5 separate regions of the Mus musculus genome follow, and regions 2, 3, 4 and 5 are each linked to region 1. A link is a contact called in public HiChIP or PLAC-seq, Micro-C and promoter capture Hi-C data. All regions are on one chromosome and are shown on one strand. The core of a region is the stretch at or near the end of the contact, and the rest is flanking DNA. Distances in the headings are between cores, read along the strand shown.

Region 1 (2,777 bases), core at 164-2,663:
CCCACTTCCATGGGAGGGTGTGAGCGACTAGGTGGCCGAGGCTCTGTAGTCTACCTGGTGATTAGTCTTCTCGAGCAATTTCCATACAACACAATAAGGTTTGGCACATTCCACAAAACAACTCACGCGTTGGCTCTACCTTCCTAGGAACTTCACCTCCTGACCAAAGAGCAAGGACTCATGCTAGCGACAGTCCAACTTTCTGATGACATTCCCTATGTTCCAAGACAGCATCCGGGTGTGGGATCAGGCTGACAGCTCCCACCCTCTAGGTGTTTGTGAGCAGTCTGAGAAATTCAGCTTTAAAATCATCAATACAAATTGAAGAGAGACGTTAGAGGGGGGCACTCCCCAAGGCAAATGAGGGCCCCCGAGGGCCTCCGTTCATCAGAACGTGACACTGGCTTTGGGACCTGGCTTCAGCTACAGTTCTGACCACCACCACCATGGTGGCCATAATCCGATCTCCCTTCCTGCCTTCTCCAAGGAACTAGAAAAAGGAATTAAGTGACGTGGCCAGAAACTCTAGGATTCTTAGGCTCAGAAGACCCCAGATAGAAAGGACCCACCCACACACAAACCTGCCACACAGCAGGAAACAGAGGAAGCAATGAATCTCCCTTAAGAAGGTATATGGAAGTGAAGGACTGGACTGTGTAAAAGCACCCACAAGTTCTAAGCCCTCTGAATCCTAAGTGTCTCTCCAAACACCACAACAACGAACTACACTAGAAACTTGCGGAGATCTTGCCGGGAGGCGTGGGGCCTCACCAGGTACTACTACTGAGTGTTAGTTCTCTCTGGCTCTTGTTCCCTGTCCCAGAAGGTGTGGGCACTGCTTTGGTTGAGCACCCCTGTAAAAAGCCCCAGCAGAGCCCAGCGTCTGAGCAAGCTTAGCTTGAGAACTGGGGCCTGGAGGTCCAGCACGACAGAGATGACTTGCTCTGGTCCATCGATTCGGTAGGGACGCCGGCCGTGAAGGAGGGTTTGAAACTACACCGGGTCGGGTGCAGCTCCACCGGGTCGTGGGAACCCTGCCTGCCAGGACAGTCTCCCAGCATCCCAGCGCTGAGGGCCTCGTCGCCAATCGGGGAGGCAGGAACAGCCAGGCCCAGCCGATTGGAAAGACAGACAGACGCGGGGCAAAGACGCAGGCCCGCGTCGCCCTCCGCGCAGCGGCACTGCCCTAAGACCCCCGCGTCCGGGGGCGCAGGCCGAGGCCGAGTGGCGGAGACGGCGAAGCCTGGGCCTGCGCGACGCCCCCACAGTTCCCGTCCCCGAGTGCCGTACCTGCTCCTCCGCAGCCGTCGTTCGATGGCGCCGGGGCCGCGCTCTGCGTTGCGCTCCGGCCCGCGCGGCTGCCATGGAGACGGGCCTTTGTGTGGCCGAGGAGGGGCCGGAGCGCGCGGGAGCCGCCGGCCCCGCCCCCGCCAGGGGAGAAGGAGGGCGGGGAGGACAGGGGCGGGCGAGAGGGAGGGACGAGACTAAGGGGTAGAGGGTGGGAAGGAGGGGCGGCTGGCGTCCCTAGCGTACCCCGCGTTTCCCTCGGCTCAGAGCCACTTATGCACACCGCTTTGCTTGGAGATTCGCGCCCAGTAGCAATCCGCGCTCCCTGCCTGCTGCAGTCTCGTCTCCTGGCACCAGTTCCCCCGCACCTCCCACTGCCCCGTCATCAGAGGAGTTCGCTCAGGCTGGGCACAACCCCGGGAGTGCCCCAGGCCGAACTGAATGGCGCACGCGGCCCGGCACCAGTGGGTGGCTTCGCCTGGGCCAGATCGAGGCCTCAAGTGTCTTCTTGGAGATGGGCGGGGCGCAAGGAACCGCACCACCATTGGCAACAGGCGGGACCACGCGCTCATCCCGTTCCCGAGGGTGAGGGCTGCTGAACCTTGATTCTTTCTTCCAAATCCTAGCCGCTCTGTTCTCCTTATGGAATGTTCTACTCTCCTTCCCGGCCCCTTGGCCTTACCGACCCCCAAAATGTCTATAGGGTAGGACAGTACCGTAGGGTTCCTACTTCAGGCCTTGAAGTTGTGGTGGCGATCTCAGGACAAGGTTTGGAACTAGTCCCCAAACCCCAGCTCATTCATGTCTACCCTGGAATAGCTGTCTCTTCCACCCCAGATTTGCTCTCCTTTTTAAAACAAAAAAAACTAAAGATGTATTTATTTATTCATTTTATGTATGTGAGTACACTCTAGCTGTGAGCCTTCATGTGGTTGTTATGAATTGAATTCTTAGGATCTCTGCTCGCTCAGGCCCAAAGATTTATTATTATACATAAGTACACTGTATCGGTCTTCTGACACACCACAAGAGGGCGTCAGATCTCACTACGGGTGGTTGTGAGCCACCATGTGGTTGCTGGAATTTGAACTCGGGACCTGTGGAAGAGCAGTCTCTTACCCCCTGAGCCATCTCGCCAGCCTCCAGATTTGCCCTCCTTGAATACCGTCTGCCTACTTCCTCCTATTTCCTCTGGCATCTCTGTGGAGAGCCTTTTGGGGTGCCCGTGACTGACTGAGCCAGCTTGGAACAACATCTCCCCAGCTTTGGAGATCTGCCCCAATTCTTATGTCTTCCCCAACCTGAAAACTTCACAAATCTGAGGACTTCACTGTTTCTTTAAGGAAGTTGAACTTGCCCCATCTCAAGCAGCCAGGCTTGGTTGAATCACCTTCTCCCCTCCACCAGCAACCCCGCCCCCTCCCCCCACATACAAGAGACTCCAAAATATTCAGTGATTTCAACACTACGGCCCCCAACACACACACACA
Region 2 (2,777 bases), core at 79-2,578, 470 kb before region 1:
CAGTAGTACACAAAGGACTAGTGTGGCCGTAGCAGAGGAGATGTGGGTAACACACATGGCTTTTCCTGGACTAAGACCCAACTCAGTCCTGCTCTGTAAAAAGTGAGAGGCACAAAGACCACCAGACATGTCTGAGTGCACCAACATAGACGCAAGATGGACTACTGACAGACGCTGCGTGTGTGTAAATATGTTCACATGGACTGTTTATACATTGTGAACATCATCCTAGCTCAAGTTCTTGCACATACATCATGACCAAAAGGAAACTAGGCTGCAGAGTCCGCAGGTCTCCCCAGACTCTAGGAACATTGACTGCAGGACTTAAATTAGTGAAATAGCCAAAAAATTATTTAATCTATGCGAAGATAAAACCAAAGGAACAGCAGGGCCAACAGAGACACCTACCATAAATGAGCCCTGCCCAGACCTGGTAGCTGGCCTAGGAGACTCATTAGCGCCCTGTCTAAACAGCACTAACTTAGCAGTGGGACACGACAAACACTGTCCAACTGGCTTACAGTCACCGCAACAAAAACCACCACTCAACTTCTCAAGCCTCCTTTCTTCTGTTTTGTGCTTGCTGAGTCCAGGCTGGCCTCAAACTTGTAATCCTCCCTCCTCAACCTGAGTGCTAGACCTGCAGGCTCTGCTGGTTGGCTTCTCTTTCAACAGGGCCAGTATTGCGGTTTGTATATGCTCTGCTTAGGGAGCGGCAATGCTAGGAGGTGTAGCCCTGTTGGAGTAGGTGTGGCCTCATGGGTGGGCTCCTAGCTGCCTGGGAGTCAGTACTCTGCTAGCAGCCTTCAGAAGACGTAGAACTCTTAGCTCCTCCTGTACCATGCCTGTCTGGATGCTGCCATGTTTCCACCTTGATAATGGACTGAACTTCGGAACCTGTAAGCCAGCCCCAATTAAATGTTGTCCTTAGAAGACTTGCCTTGGTCATGGTGTCTGCTCACAGCAGAAAAACTCTAAGACAGGTGGCACCAGGGACTGAGATATTGCGGTAATAGGCCTGACCGTGTTTTTGCTTATAAGAATGTAGGTTGGGGAACTTGGGATTTGGAAGGCCACAGAATGTTTCAAGTGGGGCTTCATGGTCTATCCTAGCTGGACTATGGAACACTTTGTTGCTGTGAGTAATCGGAACTGTGTAGACCCAGCACAAGAGGTTTCAGTGAGGAATTTCAGTTATGTGGTCTAGAGCCTTGTTTTTGTAGTTTGGTGAAGAAGTAGCTATTTTTGCCCTTGGCTGAAGAGTCTGCCTGAGGCTAAGGAGGCTCAGGTTAATTACAATGACAAAGGAAGCCTTAGAAAGGCCCATCGTAGACTTTGTTCTCAGGAAGAGCATGTGAATAAGCATTGCAAGGTTAGAAAGGAATACTGGAAGTGAATGGAGCTGAATGTGTTCAAGGACATTAGTTTGAATTAAGGGACTAGTGACCTTGGGGCAAGATCCCACCCAGTTAAGTTTTGGTCTATACTGGGCAGAACAAGCTTTTTAATTCCTGGAGGCAAAGGCAGGCAGATCTCTACTTTCAAGGACAGATCAAGTTGTAGGTGAAGAAAAGCTTAATTCCGGGCGTGCTGGTACACACCTCTAATCCCAGGAGTCAGGCTTGCATATCTCAGAGTTCTGAGCAAGATCCCCACGTGACAAACTTAGGCCTTGAAGGAGCGCGAAAGCTGGAAGCTAGTGATGACGCAATAGAACTAGGGGCCATGTTCCAGCTCCAGCAAGCAGCTTCGGCCATGTGTCTCTGGCTTTATAATCACGAGGAGAAAGACTCCTGGGACAGCTGATGCTGGTTAGCGGGAGCTAAGGCATTAGCAGTGATTAAGAGACCGGCAGGGCTGGAGAGATGGCTCTGTGGTTAAGAGCACTGACTGCTCTTCCAGAGGTCCTGAGTTCAATTCCCAGCAACCACATGGTGGCTCACGACCATCTGTAACAGGGGCCCAATACCCTCTTTCTGGTGTGTCTGAAGAGAACTGTGTACTCATATAATAAATAAATCATGACGACAACCAGCATCACTGGAAGTGTTTTCTGAGCACCAAGAAGCTGTGTTCCAGAGACAGCCAAGGTTGCACCTCATGCTGCAGCTATGCTGGGTGACTGCAATGGTCCCCCAGGTGGCACTGGCCTTGAGGCATGAAGGGGCCATGAAGAGCAGCTGAGGCGGAAGATCACTGATCAAAGTGCAGCCTCGGTTGCAGATGATGGCCCAGGACTGAAGGGGCCATGCAAAGGAGTTGAGGCTTGGCACCATGAAGAGAGCCTAGAGAGGCTCTAGTTGCAGCGGAAGCCCCCAGTGTATTGGAGATGATGGCCACCAAGAGCAGCAGCGGCAGTGGAGGGATCAACCTGAGCTTAGAGCTACCGAGGGCAGAGCTGGGGAAGTGACGTCACCTTGGAGAGGAGGCCCAGACATTAAAACAAGAAGCTGCCTTGGAGATACCAGAGTGGTAGTTGGACTATCTGCTAAGGAAAGCTGCTATGCTACCAGGGAGTAGAACCAGCCCAGGAGAAAGAAGTTTGTTGCAGTCAACAAAGATGAAAAAGGAATAGAAGATCTGAAGACATCAGACATGGAGATGCAGAGCCCAGCTGGCTTCCTGTCTTGCTTTGGGGATTACAGTTAAGTTATTGGACGATTATTGTTGAGACTGCCATAGACTATGGGGGCTTTTGAAGTCGGACTAAATGTATTTTGCATTATGCTATGTGTAGGTATGGCTCCCATAGGCTTATGTTTGGACAAGCCTATGAG
Region 3 (2,777 bases), core at 112-2,611, 320 kb after region 1:
GTGGAGGATCCGTGGGGGAGTGCAGGCTGTTCTGGGGGGGGGCAGTCTAAGCCAATCACTGTTCTGTGTGGGGTGAGGGCATTTCTGAGGTGACCCAGGTGGTCAGGGGGTGGGATCTGGGGAGGCTCTATCGTGTATAGGACCAGGGTAGTCCAGGGTTATTCCTGGGATGCGCAGGAATAGCCAGTTTTGTGGGCGATCCAGGGTTGCTCACGGAGAAGGTAGGAGAGGCTGTGGCTAAGGGGATGCTTTCTGCCACTGGCAGAGTTCCCGGCCAGGCTGCTCCACAAAAGCTGTCCAGTTTGTGCCGCCACCGATGAGTGGCTCTCTGGGGCCTTTAGGGGGTGAGGTGTAAGTCTAGGTATGCGGGAGAGTGCAGTGGAAGGCAGTAGACACTACCGAGTAGGGCAATTCATCCATTCAGGGGCTACACCTTTCTGGGCCTTGGGAGCTAGGCCCCCGTGCGTTGGGCACTTCCGAGGCAGCGCCGGGCTAAGGCTGGCACGCCACGCGGGCGGCGCCTGAGTTGGTTCACTCGCAGCGCTCCCCTCCCCGCCCACTCGTCACCCCCTCCCGCGTTGCCACGACAACGTGTGAAACTAAAATTCAGTTCCCCGCCGCAGGTGGAGACTAGTGGCGCCCCCTCCCCTAAGCCTTTCCTCGTAGGTCGCGCCCCCAGCCTGCTGTCGCTAAGGTGACGGGGAGGGGGCGACCAGCTGCAAGGTTGGGCTACCCAAGGTGCGGGAGGCCCGCAGAGTCCGGACAGACTCCCCAAACTCGGTTGTGGTGGGGGCCGAGAGGAACACCCTGGGCGCGGTTAGAAGGGTTGGTCTGGGGGGAGCTCCCGTGGACTGCAGCTCCGCCCTGCTCGCGCCTGGGGTTTGCAGCCCTCCGACTCCCACCCAGCACCGTGCTCGGGTGACCCCACCACCTCCTTGGGGTCTGGAGTGGGGTCGGCAGACTGGGGAGATTTCCACCCCGGGTCACCAATTTTCCTGCTTGTCTCTCCCTCTCAGTCGGCCTGTGGGTCCTCTTGCCCCGACGCGTTCCCCACCCAGCTCTAGAACCCTCCGTCACCCCAGTACGGTGGTCTGCGACGCTCGCCTGCAGCGGAAGCGCGGCGTGCCATCCCCCCGCTGTGTCAGCCACTCCCCCTCGACAGCCAACCCCCCCCCTCTTCGGCGCGGGCCCCCGGCCCCCGCCCTCTGCACCACACGCCCACGCCGCCCCGACCCCGCGGGGGACCCCAGTTTCCCGGCCCCGGGCTTCCCATCCCCGCCTCCGGCGCGGCCCCCTCCCCGCCTCCGCTCCGCTCCGGGCTCGGGCCCCCTCCCCCCGCCGCCCCCGCCCCCGGGGAAGGCAGGCGCCGCTCGAAGCCGGGGCCGATGCAGCTAAACCGTGCCGCCGTCGCCGCCGCCGCTGCGCCTGCGGAGCCCCCGGAGCCGCTGTCCCCCGCGCTGGCCCCGGCCCCGGCCCCCCCCGGCCCCCTCCCGCGTAGCGCGGTCGGCGGGGCTCTTGCGGGGGGTCAGGGGGGGCCAGGGCGCCGCGCGGAGTCCCCGTGCGCTCCTCTCTCCGCCGGGAACAGTCCGGGCCCGGGCGCTAGCACCGGGATGGACGGCCCCGGGGCCAGCGCCGTGGTCGTGCGCGTCGGCATCCCGGACCTGCAACAAACGGTGAGCCTTTGCGATCTCGCCGTACCCCTGTGTGGCCCGCTAGCGGTGACCCCCGCCGGGCGCGCCCTGCGCCAGGACCCCCGGCCGTGGCCACTCGCCCCTCCCCCGCCGCCTCCGCGGGACCCTCCCCATCGCCGGGGCGGGGCCCTGGAAGCCCAGCCCCGGGGCGGGGCCTCGGCCTCTGCGCGGTGGCGCGGGGTCCCTGCTCTCGCTCCCCAACTAGCCCTCCAAAGCGGGGCCCGGGGCGCGGGGCCCTGCGCCCGCAGGTCCGGGCTCACGACTCGCTCCGCTGCAGAAGTGCCTGCGTCTGGACCCAACCGCGCCCGTGTGGGCCGCCAAGCAGCGTGTGCTCTGCGCCCTCAATCATAGCCTTCAAGACGCGCTCAACTACGGGCTATTCCAGCCTCCCTCCCGGGGTCGCGCCGGCAAGTTCCTGGATGAAGAGCGGCTCTTACAGGACTACCCGCCTAACCTGGACACGCCCCTGCCCTATCTGGAGGTGCTGGGCCGACTGGGGTGGGGGTGGAATGGAGCGCTCAGGGTGTGATCTTTGAGCTCCGTGGCTGGAGCAGTAGAAGGGCAGGCCGGGAGGAGTTGGCGACAGGCGCGGTGGGGGGCTGTGTGCAGCCTGAGCAGTGTGCTGAGAGACCGAGGTGGGTACACCTCGAGTGCAGTGGGCAGGGTGAAGTGCAAGCTGCCTGTGTGGTAAGTGGTGTGTTGCAGCTTAAGCATGGAGAAACAGTGTGAGCGCCGTGTGTAGAGCGCTTGCAGCGAGCAATCTGGACAGCACACAATGAGCACATGCATGCCACACATGCACTGCACTCGGGGCGTGTGTGTGGTGCGAGCGGTTTAAGAGTGAGTGCGTTAGGGGTCATGTGGTGCGAACAGTGTCACTTGTGTGCACATTTGCCTCCTCTTGCCACTCACTCCCATGTCTTCTGAGGTTAGCCCAAAATAATATTAACACCATTTGTGACATATAAAGGTGATTTGAGTGCCATTCCATAGGGACGGAGACCTAGTCTCAATAGGAAGGGCTCGTCCTGTGTGTGTGTGTGTGTGTGTGTGTGTGTATACACCAAGGTCAAAGTTGGTCTGACC
Region 4 (2,777 bases), core at 90-2,589, 300 kb before region 1:
TATACCACCATGCTTGTTTCTAGTAGGATCTTTAGCGAAAACATAGATAAACTGATTCTAAAATGTACATGGGAGGAACAGAACTAGAAAAACTAAAATTGTAGTGGTAGGAATAAGAGTGACCTTAAAAACTTATAATTTGAATGCTTAGTCATTAGGGCACTACTTGAGAAGGATTAGGAGGTGTGGCATTGTTGGAGGAAGTGTGTCACTGAGGGAGGGCTTTGATGTTTCAAAGCCCAAGCCAGGTCCAGAGGCTCTCTCTCCCTGCTGCCTGCTGCTCTGGATGTAAAACTCTCAGCTGCCATGTCTGCCTGAATGCCACCATGAGGACAATGGACTAAGCCTCCGAAACTCTAAGCAAGCCCCAATTAAACACTTTCTTTTATAAGAATTGCCTGGCTCATGGTGTCTCTTCACAGCAATAGAACACTGACTAAGACAAACACCAGGTCTGAGCTAGCAGGCTGCCATGGTGGGAGTTGAGCCTGCAATCCCGGCACCCAGAGGCAGAAGGAACACGCCAAATTTGTCTAGGTCTACACGGTGAGTTTTATGCCAGTCAGAGATTCACAGTGAGGCCTTGTCTTTAAAAGATAGTGGTAGGTCTCACTCTGCCTTATTCGTCAGCATGTGGGGTGAAAGGGAAAATGACGGGTGCGAAGATCAGCAGAGCAGGAGAGATGGTCTGGAAACAGCACGGAGGGAATGTAGGTCTAGCCTCCGTACACATGCACGCAAGTGCATGCTAGAGAGGAAGGGCTGAAGGGAAAGGCAAGGCGAGCTTGCTGGGAGTAGACACAGGTCTGCACATACACAGATGCAAGAGACCTAACTCCTTCAGGTATGGAAACCAGAGAACCCAGATGTGAATCGCCAGGAAGCCCAAGCTCAGAGGCTTGCAAACCCTCATGGGGGTCACACACACACGGGGTCACCCATCAAGAATCAGAATCAGAGTAAACAATGAGGAAGAGAGGTGAGCCCGCAGCTTCCCTGGGTGTCTGAGTGAGCTCTTTGCAGTTGGAGGTCCTTTCCCTAGTGAAATAAGCTGGGGTGGTGGGGTATCAACAGGGGGTTATCAGATGCTCAGCTCCTGGGAACTTGAGGCAGAAATCAGACTTCTAAGTTTCACCTGGCCTCAAGCCCTGAGGTTGTATTCCTGGCTGCCTTCCTTAATCACGAAGCTTGAGGCCCAGGGGAGACTTTGCCCTTCCCCCTATAGCAGATGTGACCCCTTTCCCTGGCCCAGAGGGTTCAGGAGCCAAACCCTGTCTGCTCCCTGGCGACAGTCACCTCCTCTGTGCTCCCAGGATGAGTCTCAGGTCGCAGGAACCGCCCCGCAGCTGCTGCTGGTCCCCACCTGTGCACTACAGCCCCAGGGGAACTGTGAACCTGCTCCAGTAGGCCCGGAGGACAGGGACACGGTGGAAACCAGACCTCCGTTTGGGAGGTGTGGGGCCAGGGATGTGTTTGTGCCAGCTCCTGGCTGGTCCCCCGGGGGGGGGGGGCGCTTCTGCTTGGAGCCAGGATGCACCTGCCCAAGAAACTATGGTTTCACAGGGAGGTAGGTGATCTAATTCACTCCATCCCAGAGTATCCCAGATGCCCTTTTTAAAGGTCACTTTACCTTGATCCAGGCGAGGAGTACCTCGCCTACCTTCTCTCTCCCACATCGCAGTGGCTTACACTCTCGCTGAGTCACCCTTTCTCCTCAAAGCCAGTTCTTACATCCTACACGTGGCCCTGCAACCTCCAGGTGCTGTGCTCATGCGCGGCCCCACCCGCAGCCTCAGAACAGCTTCCACCTCTCTGCCATCTCCTAGGCCCAATCATTGGGTCGGCTCACATCCCCACCGCCTCTCCATGTGCTCCGTGATCTCTGTGTCTTGTCCTTACACATTCTTGGAGCCAATGAAACGCAAAACTATGCTTACTGTCATTTACGTGGCACGGGTCGGGGGCGGTTTGCTGGGTAGAGGACCGGGGATTCACACCAAACGAGACAATCCGCAGCCTTACAAAGCAATGTTTAAACGGAATCAGGGCAGAGCTTTAGAAAAAAAGCAATTCCAATCTATTAACTTTCAACATAATAAGCAGCAGTTTAAAACCACCATTAAAATAACCAGAATTCTAATTGGAAGACGTATTGATTCAGGATGACTCCAGAAGAGTCTGGGAGCTAGACCAGGAGCAGGCTCACAGGGACATGGTCCTCCATCCTGCCTGAAGACTGAGCCGACTCTCGCCTTCTGCTAGCCCTACAGCCCGGACTCCCAGAAGCTCCGGGTTTCTATGCCCTTTCCACCCTCCCCAGTCCTCACCAGGTGGCATCTTCGCAAAGCTCCACTTGGCAGGATGTGTCTTCACTCCACTTGCCTGTCAGCACCAGGACACAGCCTGACTACTCCTTGTTTTGGGTTCTTTGCGCTCAGGCCTGGCCAACCTGGCTCTCTGGGCTGGCGGTTGGGGCCCAGGAGCCCTCATTGGGGTTTTTGCCCAACAGCGCTTCCCATAGTGCCAAGACCGGATTCCTTGGCCTTCCTGCCTGTACTTCGGGAACCCTTTGTTCCAACGATGGGTTGAGATGTCTCCCAGGTGTTTTAATCAAAGGCCCAGGCTCTTCCTGGCTTCTCTTCCTCTCACTGAACTTGGAGTTGAAAAAAAGTGACATCAAGCTGGGGCAAGGGGTGTGTGTGTGTGTGTGTGGGGTGGGGTAAGGGTGTGGTTAGCACAGACCATTAATTCTAACACTTGGGAGGCAGAGACAGTTG
Region 5 (2,777 bases), core at 206-2,705, 270 kb after region 1:
CTTACAGAGAACCACTTGCTTCTGCTTTCTGCATGCCAGGATTAAAGACAGGAGCCACTATGCCCGACTGTGCATTTAGAAGGATAGATGTTAAGTGATTGTTAATAAATCACTGTGCCCGGGGTTTATGTGTGTCACAGGACCTTTATTCAGATGGAGAAACTGAGTTCTGGTGCATTGAATAATTGCCTCATGTTCGGAACGTTGGTGGCTAAATGAAGATGGGTAACCACTCTTAGATCTTAAGTCTGGAGAATCTGTGCTCTTGGAGCCAACGAGAAACCCCACAGGAGAAGTGGGAGGTAACCCCTCCCGGGGTTGTCTATGCTTTTGGAATCTGGGTGTGATCATTTGATAAGAGAGAGGCTTGTGTGGGGTTATAGTCTGAGATGAGTTCAGGGTTGTACAATTCCAGTGAATTCCGAGAAAGCCTGGAGAAGTCACACTCGTTGGCAATTCAGAAATTAAGAAACTGGTTGAGCAGGGTGTCTCACCTGACTATCTGAGTCCCTTCTGCTCTGTGATTTCCAGCCGTAACACTCTAGTGTCTCTTTCTTCCTTCAAAACTTAATTCCAGTGTGAGGCTCCCTACCCCTTCTTCTCTAGCTTGTCCATCACTACTTTGATCTTCTGCCTCACTTCACAATTGGCTCCATTTCTGCCCTGCCTCTCTACACAGAACTTCTTAGTAAGCCTATGCCTCAACTTGGAGGTTTTCCATACTCAAAACAGAGCCAAGAGCATAGGTGGCCCCAAGAAACAGCTGCTCAGTTGATGAACATAGCCTCAACTTCTAGTGTCCACCACTATCTCTGCCCAGGATCTTCAAGTCTGTACCACACAGAGAAAGTTCAATGTTGGCTTCTGAATGCTGGACTCTGATTCCAGACCTCTTCACATCCTTTGAGACAGAGTCACTGTCCCGGTTCCATTAGCACTGTCAGGATAATAGCTGGAGTCAGCAAATCTTAAGGAGAAGTTTCTTTTGACCTCATCAGCACCCAGTGGAGAACAGCTCCGACGAGCTCTGATCAGCACCCTCGGGTGGACAGCTCCCTCTGCCACCCGTTAGGAAGTCTAGCGGGTTAGTAGGTCTAGCGCGGGTTAGGAGGTCTGGGTGGGTTAGGAGGTCTGGTGGATTAGGAGGTCTGGTGGGTTAGGAGGTCTGGTGGGTTCCTGACCAACTCTGCTTTTCGAATTTGCCGGGGCATGAACGCTGTTCCTAAGTCCTCGCCCATCACCCCTCCACGAGCAGTCCACCTCCCAGGAGCACTGCACACCGCTGTAACCAGAGGCGCGCATTCCCGGGCCGCGTTGGTCCTGGCTCCTGGGTCTACCGCACCCATTTCCCCCGCACCTCTCTCGGCTCCTGCAGAAACCTTTGGTCTACCAGCGTGTCTCTGCTTCCACCTATCCCTTCTCGCCTATTCCACGCTAGGACCACGCAAGCCGCCCGCCAGCTCTCCCGACCAGAATCTCACCACCACCGCTACCACCACCACCTCGCATCCCGCATCCTTTCTCGGCTCGACCCCCATTCCTCCGCCCCCACCTCAGGCCCCGCCCTGCGCCACTCCCTCCCCTCACCCCTGCGGCGCGGCTTGCTGCCGCGGTGTCCTGGCAGGGCGCTGAGGTGTGTCGCCGACGGGTGTCGCAGGGCGTGTCACGAGGTGAGTGGGGAGACAGAGGCCGCGAGCCTGAGCACCAAGGGCGCGCGGTGCTCCTCACCCCTCCCCCTCGCTGCCGGCCGGCGGTTCCAGGGAAGATGGCGGATCGCGCGGAGATGTTTTCTCTCTCCACCTTTCACTCGCTGTCGCCTCCCGGCTGCAGGTACGCATTCGGCGGGTCTCATCTTCACGTAGGTCTCTTCGGCCTGCCACTCCACCCCATCGACTTCAACTACCCAGGCCAGGGCGCCTCCTTGGTTTGCAGGCCTCTGACTGATGCTCCCATCCCCCACCCTGGGCTCCGGGTCCTTCGGTGTTTGCTCCTTGTCGCGCAGACCCAATGGCAACCCCCCCCCTTTCCCACCCCCACACAGAGATACACATTCACTTTTCTTGTTGGGATACCGAACCGCACCCAGCCAGGACCGATGACCTAGCAAGGGTGCGGTCTCTCGATTGACCCTTTGAGGGATTTTAGGCAGGGTGTTCAGCACCTAGTCTGTTCCTGCCAGTGTCCTTTTGGCCTTGTTATGCCTCCTTCCATAAAGGCTAGGGCCTTGCCCCTAGCCCTCTTCCCTCCCAACCCCCCCTCCCCCCAGGACGGCAGAGAGTGAAATCAAGCTTGAAGCTCTGGGGGTGAGATGGGGAAGTTGGGATTGGAGGGGCTGGATGTTTGGATGTAGGCCTGTTTCTGTGTAGGAGTGGATGGGGAACAGCTGGACCCCTCCCTCTCCTGTTGTCGCAGCTCCCCCCCCTCCCCCCCCCCCCCCCCGTTGGTTCAAGGTATCTCCCCTGAGGCTGAAGCTGTGACCCACAGGGGCTGGGAGCTGAGCTGAAAAGGAGTGGGAGGGGTTTGTGGAGGGATGCCTCCTCTGGGCTCATTCCCTGTGGTGGAGGAGGGGACCCAGGGGAGAGCAGTGCCTGGGGTCAAAAAACGACACGGCTTTAGCATGGGAGCTGGGGGCCCTGGGAGCTGGACCTTTCCCACCAATGTCCTCAGGATCAGCTCTCAGGCCAGGAGCCTAGGTCAGGTGGCCTTCTGACCCTGGCCTCCTCTTCAGGCCTCCCCAGGACATAAGCCTGGAAGAATTTGATGATGAAGACCTGTCT

What was found. Promoter capture Hi-C pulls out the DNA fragments that hold promoters and counts their contacts. A called contact is a pair of places that touch in the nucleus more often than the background predicts. HiChIP or PLAC-seq counts read pairs in DNA pulled down with a chosen protein or histone mark.
Region 2: an H3K27ac HiChIP or PLAC-seq map of embryonic stem cells shows a contact between it and region 1, with 11 times the contacts expected there. The contact joins the enhancer-like site here to the promoter of Plxnb2 in region 1. A contact is called at or near these places in 4 of 39 promoter capture datasets (the C10 cell line, cranial neural crest, embryonic stem cells and 1 more), 2 of 484 Hi-C or Micro-C datasets (both in embryonic stem cells), 4 of 115 datasets of contacts at active chromatin or transcription factors (bone marrow-derived macrophages, embryonic stem cells and stem cell-derived neural progenitor cells) and 1 of 9 other capture datasets (adipose tissue).
Region 3: a Micro-C map of embryonic stem cells shows a contact between it and region 1, with 1.7 times the contacts expected there. The contact joins the promoter of Shank3 here to the promoter of Plxnb2 in region 1. A contact is called at or near these places in 2 of 39 promoter capture datasets (cranial neural crest and frontonasal cranial neural crest), 1 of 484 Hi-C or Micro-C datasets (embryonic stem cells) and 3 of 9 other capture datasets (adipose tissue, liver and pancreatic islet).
Region 4: a contact with region 1 is called in a promoter capture Hi-C map of embryonic stem cells, with 5 read pairs. The contact joins the enhancer-like site here to the promoter of Plxnb2 in region 1. A contact is called at or near these places in 11 of 39 promoter capture datasets (the 3T3-L1 cell line, cranial neural crest, embryonic stem cells and 5 more), 1 of 484 Hi-C or Micro-C datasets (liver), 6 of 115 datasets of contacts at active chromatin or transcription factors (embryonic forebrain, embryonic stem cells, extraembryonic endoderm stem cells and 1 more) and 1 of 9 other capture datasets (embryonic stem cells).
Region 5: a promoter capture Hi-C map of the HPC-7 cell line shows a contact between it and region 1. The contact joins the promoter of Mapk8ip2 here to the promoter of Plxnb2 in region 1. A contact is called at or near these places in 12 of 39 promoter capture datasets (the 3T3-L1 cell line, the C10 cell line, the HPC-7 cell line and 7 more), 2 of 484 Hi-C or Micro-C datasets (CD4 T cells and embryonic stem cells) and 3 of 9 other capture datasets (adipose tissue, liver and pancreatic islet).

The regions. Positions count from the first base shown.
Region 1 is chr15:89,179,375-89,182,151 of GRCm38.p6, forward strand. It overlaps Plxnb2 (plexin B2), which reads right to left and starts at 1,414. Exons shown (of 38, transcript NM_138749.3): 1 at 1,291-1,414.
Region 2 is chr15:88,707,688-88,710,464 of GRCm38.p6, forward strand. The region is part of intron 6 of Brd1 (bromodomain containing 1); the gene reads right to left. Among named protein-coding and RNA genes, the nearest start is that of Gm41377, 25 kb to the right of the region's middle. Within about 2 kb of position 1,329, at least 40 of the 459 cell types and tissues checked have an H3K27ac peak or open chromatin away from gene starts, as enhancers often do. A contact at or near this core is called in embryonic stem cells and stem cell-derived neural progenitor cells, where this site is marked.
Region 3 is chr15:89,498,247-89,501,023 of GRCm38.p6, forward strand. It overlaps Shank3 (SH3 and multiple ankyrin repeat domains 3), which reads left to right and starts at 1,362. Exons shown (of 22, transcript NM_021423.4): 1 at 1,362-1,673; 2 at 1,969-2,172. The coding sequence starts at 1,386.
Region 4 is chr15:88,880,107-88,882,883 of GRCm38.p6, forward strand. No RefSeq gene overlaps it. Among named protein-coding and RNA genes, the nearest start is that of Gm38643, 4.0 kb to the right of the region's middle. Within about 2 kb of position 1,340, at least 10 of the 459 cell types and tissues checked have an H3K27ac peak or open chromatin away from gene starts, as enhancers often do. A contact at or near this core is called in embryonic stem cells, where this site is marked.
Region 5 is chr15:89,452,456-89,455,232 of GRCm38.p6, forward strand. Mapk8ip2 (mitogen-activated protein kinase 8 interacting protein 2) reads left to right here and starts at 1,456. Exons shown (of 12, transcript NM_021921.3): 1 at 1,456-1,830; 2 at 2,729-2,777. The coding sequence starts at 1,766.